2 separate regions of the Gossypium hirsutum genome follow, and region 2 is linked to region 1. The links are chromatin contacts, called in public Hi-C maps. All regions are on one chromosome and are shown on one strand. Each heading gives the region's core, a stretch centred on a gene start, on an enhancer-like site or on the middle of the called end of the contact. The rest is flanking DNA. Distances are from core to core; before and after follow the strand shown.

Region 1 (3,572 bases), core at 133-2,632:
ATTGGTTCTGGGCCAAATTAAGATACTGAATTGAAGCCAAGGAGAATAGAAACGATGGGAGTGGTCCCACAAGTCTATTAGAAGAGATGTCCAGCCTCTGGAGCTGATTGAATTTCTTCAGTCCTGAAGGGATCTGGGATCTAAATGAGTTGTTGCTCAACGTGATACTTACAAGACTTTGGCTCAATGAAGGAAACTGAGGTCCAAGGAGGTTGCCACCCAAATTCACAACTTTAAGGAGTGGTAAGCCTGTAAGATCTGGAACGCTCCCATTGAACAGATTATCAGCCAAAACCAGACTTGTTAGATTCTGGAACGATGCAATCTGCTTAGGAATCCTGCCGGAGATGAAATTAGAGGTCATGTTGAGAGCTTGGAGTGAATGAAACCTGTTGATCTTGGGAGGCAAGGGACCCCATAACCCCAGGGACACCAGGGACAATACTCTCAAACTAGAAAACTTGGTGAGGACAGTGAATAATGAATCCATGGAAAACTTGCCGGACAAACCCTGTGGTCCAGAACCTGGTACAACATTCGCTGGAGAGCTCCTGTTTCCAACGATGGTTATCTCCGTCACGCGACTGTTTGCACACACAATCTTGAGAGAAGGAGAATGAGGGAGATAACAGAAGTTGGTCCACTTTGTCCATCCTTGAAGTACCTCAGGGTATTCAAGAAGCTTTTGAACTTGGAAAAGAAGCCTGGTTTCGGTTGAAGTAAGCTGACCTATTGAAACTGGAACAACCATGAATATTGTACAAAGCAATAAACTGAAACCCACCCTGGAAGTCTCCATTCCTGTTGAACTCAAAAAGAAAAAGAAGGGAAGATAAACCTTAAAAAGTAGGAGTAGAAGAAGGAGAAAACATTTCTGGGAAAGGGAGCAATCACATTAACTTGATGCATTCAGTAGCATAATGCACACATCCTTTTAGCGCATAGAGGCCCAGCAGCACCCAATAAATGAAGTTTTCATCTAAAAAAGACAAATATCTGATCTGGGTTTAGCTCACTACTTATTAAAGGTTATAGGATAAAGCTGCTACTTTTACTTTACTACACTTAAATTTGTTGGAAAACGCATTTATTTACAAAGTAGATGAGAAGGTGAATTTAAAGAACGAAAGAAAGAAAATGGTTCAGTCAACTTGAAAATCAGAATCAAAAATCTAAGGTGGGAACTGGGAACTTCACTAGAATAAATAAATATTGGCAATTAAGTAGACCATGCAATGATACTGCCTGGAAATCCTGATACTACGATACAAGATCTATCATATTAAATTGGAGTTAAAGTCAACTTTTGGCTCTCAGTTCAAACACTTCCGTTTGCGGCAACCTCGGCTTCATGTTACGCTAGAACTTTGAGGACCGGAAAGTGATGTACAGTGCGTAAATATTAAAATATTTATATATCCCTTAGTTAACATTTATTAAATATTTTTCAATTTTTTGTTATTTTCAAATTTTATTTTAAATATTTTTAATTTTAATAAAAATTTAATTAATAGTAGCTAAATAAGTCAATAAAACAGCACAAAAAGCAAGGTTGAATCACGTGTGTAAGTTACCAAAATAGTGTCTTTACATCAGTATCCCATAACTAAAAGCAGTGCTATATAAGGAGCCCGCCGGTGGAAGTGTGAGGGGAAAATGACGGGAATGGCCCCCCCCCCCCGGTTTGGCCGTTTTCCTGTGTCACCAATGCCGTTTTGTCGGTGAGATGATTAAAATAAAGGTGAAAAGTTGTCAATTTTTCAAACACGGATTTTAATGATGTATTAGTTTTACCAAATCCCTTAACTTATTATATTATTCTTTTTTGAGGGAATGGTATCCAATTATCCATCCTGTTTTTTTGTTCTTAGCTTACCTGCCTTTCTTCTGCTTTTTCTTTTGTTCAATGCTTAGCTGCCTTCCTTGATTATTATGTTTTTTTATAAAATATTGAGAACTGTGTGTAAATATACGTTTGATATTATATGCGCATATTCAAGATTTATGAAGCAATGGGGCTAGTTGAAGCATGGTAATGTAGTAATTATGTAATAGGGGAAGGGCGGTTTTATATAGCAAGGAATAAAGATGCACATGGAATGCCTTGGAGAAGATGCTTTTTTTTTTTAATCTAGATTAAGAAGAGGGAAGGTAAGTCCTACTTTATTGATGGGATCCTATCATTTATATAGAAGGAAAAAAGTTTTTTTCCATAAATTTTATTCATGTTATTTACTTTCTTAATAGCAGTATTCCAGAACATAGAAAGACTAAGTATCCAATATCTGACTTTTTTTCTTTTTTTAGTTTTTTTGGTAATAAAGATCCGATTGTATGCCAGTATATTTTTTTCTCTAGGTGCCATCAGAATTACTTAGGTTTATCCAATATGTACTACGCATGTTAGTATAATTGTTTTGACTTGTCCGATGATGCATAGTATGTGCCAATATATTTTTTTTGATTTATCCGATGATGTACAGTATAATTGCTTTGGCTTGTCCAACGATGCACAGTGTGTGCCAATAAATTTCTTTCGATTTATTCGATAATATAGTACAATGCTAGATTCAGATGCCAGTTGGTTAATTTGTATATCCGTCTTGAAATCCAAGTAAAGTCAATAGGATTATATAAACATAATTTGACTAGGCTATATGGTAGATTGAAATGAAATATGAATAGATTTGATATAATTGCTCACATATGAATTGTGATATTCAATAGCATGTGAAAGACCATGTAAATTGGCTAGAAATGAGCCCCTGGGGGTGATTGAGTATTTACGAGTCAATAAACTCAAAAATGATTAAATTGATGAGATGAAAATAAATATATAAATCAATGAATGTGAATATATATATAGGAACATATGCTTATAAATGGTGATATGAAATAAGCAAATGAATTGATCACTAAGTCTATGTTACAATTTGGTATACGAATTAGTTGAATAATAGACTTGAATTGATTATTTGTATTTGATAACAATTATGTTATACTGATTTGATTTATAGAAAGATTATTGAGTTTTATCATGCAGCGTGCAATTTATTTTTTCATGCACAAGTTAGGTCTCAAATGAGATCTCGAGCATCAACTTCAGCATCTAGTCAAAATCCCGAACTCGATAATGTTTGTATAAGTCTCTTTTGTTGTTTACAAGCCATGTACCTAGGTTGAGTCAAATTTGGAATATAAAGTTATGCGTCTATGCACTTATGGTTAATGGTTAATATTAGAACTTGGTTAAATATCTAAAGCTTGTAATGGAGTTAAACGTAGTTTGAAATGGTATGAACTGTTGCAAGTATATATGTTGGGAATCGACCCGATTAAGCAACGAATAAGTAAAAAATAGCGAAAGAAATTGAGAAATTGAACACACAAATTTAATGTGGAAAAACCCATCCAAAGAGGATAAAAAACCACAGGCAAAAATAATTTTACTATAATGGCAAAAGAACAAAGAGTACAAAAGATGTAGATAAAACACTAAAGCCCAAAACCTGTAAACAAAAAACCCTCAAAACGTAAACACAAAACTCTCCAAAAGTGTTATGATATCTAAT
Region 2 (3,674 bases), core at 832-3,331, 500 kb after region 1:
CATGTTGCTGAGGCTTTCTTCTTTAACCATTTGATCCATCTTTTGACATGGATGATGGTGATCAGGCCTTGACGATGAGGTTTGGAATAGTTGTGCAGCACCACCTGTTGGCCTAATGGATGTTGGGAAGAAGGTTCTGCTTGTTGGATGAGTAGATAAGGGGCTGTCAATTGCTGGTGTTCTTGAGATATCCAACTTCACATCTGAGCTGTTCTCACTTCTGTTACTGCAAGAACCTTCAGTTTCTTTATTAAGGTTGATAGACTCGGTTGGTTCTCTGCTCTTCAGTGTCATTATCTGCATCCATTCAAAGACAAAGAAACTAATAATACTACTAAATAGCCAAATATTCCCCTAGCTGCCTACTGTCGATTTTAATTAAGAGGCTGAATTTATAATTTGATACCAGTTCTATGGTCTTTCAAAATAAAATAATGAGACCATTTCCCAACCAAAGGAATTTATATTTATATATATATTTAAAAATGACAGAAGATATCCCAGGTTTATTGTAACTTGAAAGAAAGATCCCTATTTATTGCCATGAGCTTCATAACAATGATTAATCAACCCATCATAAAGTATAGTAAACATGTGACAAGAAAACAGGTTTTGTTCAGGAAAGTACTGGCAGAAATAAGGTTCTATAAATCATGACACCCTAGAAAGTCAATAAAGCATGATCATAATAGAAGATCATAGTCTTCAAACTCAATTATTCAACTGTATACTCGATTGATGAATAGAAGCTTTAGAGCTTTTCTTAACATAAAGCAAGGACGACATGATAAAGAAAAAATAAAAACAGAAAGGTGAATGAAGACGTTTGTATATTTAGTTAAGATTATTACCTCAGCATGCAGCTTTTGGTTCTGAGCTTGGAGTCCATCATTATCTGCTTTGATCGCTTCGTACTGTCTCTTAAGGAGATCATAGTCTTTTTCGAGCTGCTTGGTTTTCCATCTAGCTCTTCTGTTTTGAAACCAAATAGCAATCTGCCTTGGTTGCAAACCAAGAGCCCTAGCCAGCTGCATTTTTCTCTCAGGTTCAAGCTTATTACCCAACTCAAAGTTCTTCTCAAGAGTCTTTACCTGCTCCATGTTAAGTCTTCTCTTCTTTTCTCCTGCCTGTGAACCATCATCTGATAAATCATCCTCCCCATTTGCTTCTTCGCACACATCTATCCCTGAAAATGACATTGATCTCTTCCCAAGAAATGATGCCACACCTAAAGGAAAAATCAAAATATTCAATCATATATACTTTCCATATATAAACTGCTAAACCCTTATTTTTTTTCTATTCAGTAGAGATAGAAAGATATAAAAAAATACCATGGAAGTCTTGGGGCGGGCAAGAAGGAAGCATTTGATTGATAGAAGTTGAGGGTTGATGATCTTCTTCATGAGGAGATTGGAGCATGAAATTTGCTGGGAAAAAAGCCATCCCATTGCAAGACATGACCCAGCACAGCAGTCAGGGGCTCAGGGCCTTAATAAGCCTCTATTACTACTAACAAAACTCTATGTTCATCATCTGATGACTGTCATGCTGTTGTTCGAGGAAAGAAGGCTATGCAGCAGATCCTCGGCTCGGATTGGACACAAAGTTTAATGTGAGAAAAGCAGAAGATAGATTTGATTATGAAATAATAAGGAAAATTGGAATTTCTTGAATTGGAAGGTGGTGCAGTGATTTGTTAAAAGGGGATAGCTTATATACCTTATCAACTACTTGCAAAAAAAGCTTTCTTTCTTGTATAATATATTTTCTGAGAGAGGGAGAGAGAGTTATGCATGAATGATGAATACAGTTCTGCTTCTCCTTATATCAGGATGGATTTATTTGATTAAAAAATATGTTTTTAATTTTATTTTCTTTTTATAAATAGGACTTTGCTTTTGCTATCGCAGATGGAAAAGATGTCTTTTTAAAAAAAAAAAACAGTAAACAAAATTTCGTAAGAAGTGGTTTAAAAAAAATAGCAACAATTTTTGAAACACGCATTTGCTTGTTTAGGACAAAAGTGAGAAAAGAAAAAGAAGGCATAGTTAGAAAATTAAATGGGAATTGAACCTGGTAATAGTAATGTGATGCCTCCGAAAATATTATCAAAGAGTGATTCCAATACCATCCTAACTCCAATTATTTGAGGTCATTTTCATTGTATTGGTCTTTTTTTCTCTACCACTTAAGAGACAATGGCGTATTCATGTTTTAATAATGTGAACTGGGTGACTTAGAGAGAGGAAAAATAATATAATATACATAAAATAGGCCTAACAAAATTTGATTTTGTTTTTGTTTAAACAAGTTAATTAAGAAGAAAAGCAAAGTGTTCATATGGGTGAAAAAGAGTTTAGGGTTTCTTAGAAAGAGAAAATTGTGATATTTTACGGTGTCATGGGTGTGTGAAGAGAATAAGAGTTGCTTAAGAGAAAAGAGAAATGAGTTGGATCATTCATGGATGATTAGATATGTTTTGGGGTCTAAAGTGAGGGGGATTTACAATGAGAGAAAGAGAGAGAAGGAATCTAGGGAATGGGTCCAAAGAGGGGGGCAGGGCAGGGACTACCACCTAACCACCAACAGGTATCGTGCATTAGGCCTCTTTCCCATCCATTATCCTTTTATCAGTTTCAGTCCTCCGTATTTGAATGCGTATCCATTTCAAACTTCTTTAATTTTTAAGTTTTTTTTTTCCATCATCTTTTGTAAAAAAAAAAATGTAAGATTGAGAAGCCGAAACAAAAACTCCTGTTTTAAGGACCCAAGAAGAGCTGGTCTGTTTTGTCTTTGAGCCCCATCTGTCCATCTCTATCTCAATCAATGCTTTCCTTTCTTGCCTCATGCACTCACTCGTTTCATGTCCTATCCTCGTCTTCCCTTTCTTAACTTCATTAATATCACTCCACCTCACTTAATAATTGATACATGATCTCAAAAAAAAAAAAACCCAGAGTGTGAATTCGGTCTATGAACTTCCTAAACAAAATCAGGATATCTGATTAAACATGGATGCTTGATGCTTCCATTTTCATATGGATCAAGGGTGCCAGTCAGTCTTATTACGCCCCTCATCCAACTTTCACCATTCGATATATGGTTATAACCTAACCAACAACAGTCAAATATGTTGTTGTCGTACCTCTATCCCTTCAAAAATCTCTTTACTGTTGCTATCCATGTCTTGTTTGATATATATGCATATTTTTAACCTTATTGAGCTGTGGACTTCATTTGAAGTGTAACCAAGTTTTTGCTTTCTTTTTTTCTATTTCTTATGTTTTCTGAATTTATAATTTTTTTTCGCTTGGCTTCTATTTATGGCTCCTACCACGATCATGACGATTCATCTCTTCTCTCTCTTACACCATTGTTTGCAAATGAATAAAATGAAGAAAATTCATTGGATGCGTAATTCCGAACTTTTTTTATCTTTTATAAAAATTTCGAACTAATTAAGGGACATAAAGTTGAAAGATTATATTGAATTTGTTAGGATGAAGATGTTTTGCATCTGATGAAATTACATATGATGTTGACTAATGATTTATGAGAATAAAAAAGAGAGAATAACCTTTATGCTATATATATATTACTCAAAAATGGAGAGATGAATTTATGACATGACATAAGTACATTATAAAATGCAGTCACGTTAAAAAGATATA

The links. A called contact is a pair of places that touch in the nucleus more often than the background predicts.
Region 2: a contact with region 1 is called in a Hi-C map of leaf, with 4 times the contacts expected there. The contact joins the promoter of LOC107951095 here to the promoter of LOC107887115 in region 1. A contact is called at or near these places in 3 of 34 Hi-C or Micro-C datasets (hypocotyl and leaf).

The regions. Positions count from the first base shown.
Region 1 is chrA03:57,195,714-57,199,285 of Gossypium_hirsutum_v2.1, forward strand. LOC107887115 (probable LRR receptor-like serine/threonine-protein kinase At1g14390) reads right to left here and starts at 1,383. Exons shown (of 7, transcript XM_016811260.2): 1 at 1-1,383. The coding sequence starts at 799.
Region 2 is chrA03:57,692,881-57,696,554 of Gossypium_hirsutum_v2.1, forward strand. It overlaps LOC107951095 (homeobox-leucine zipper protein ATHB-13), which reads right to left and starts at 2,082. Exons shown (of 3, transcript XM_016886013.2): 1 at 1,335-2,082; 2 at 852-1,228; 3 at 1-297. The coding sequence starts at 1,461.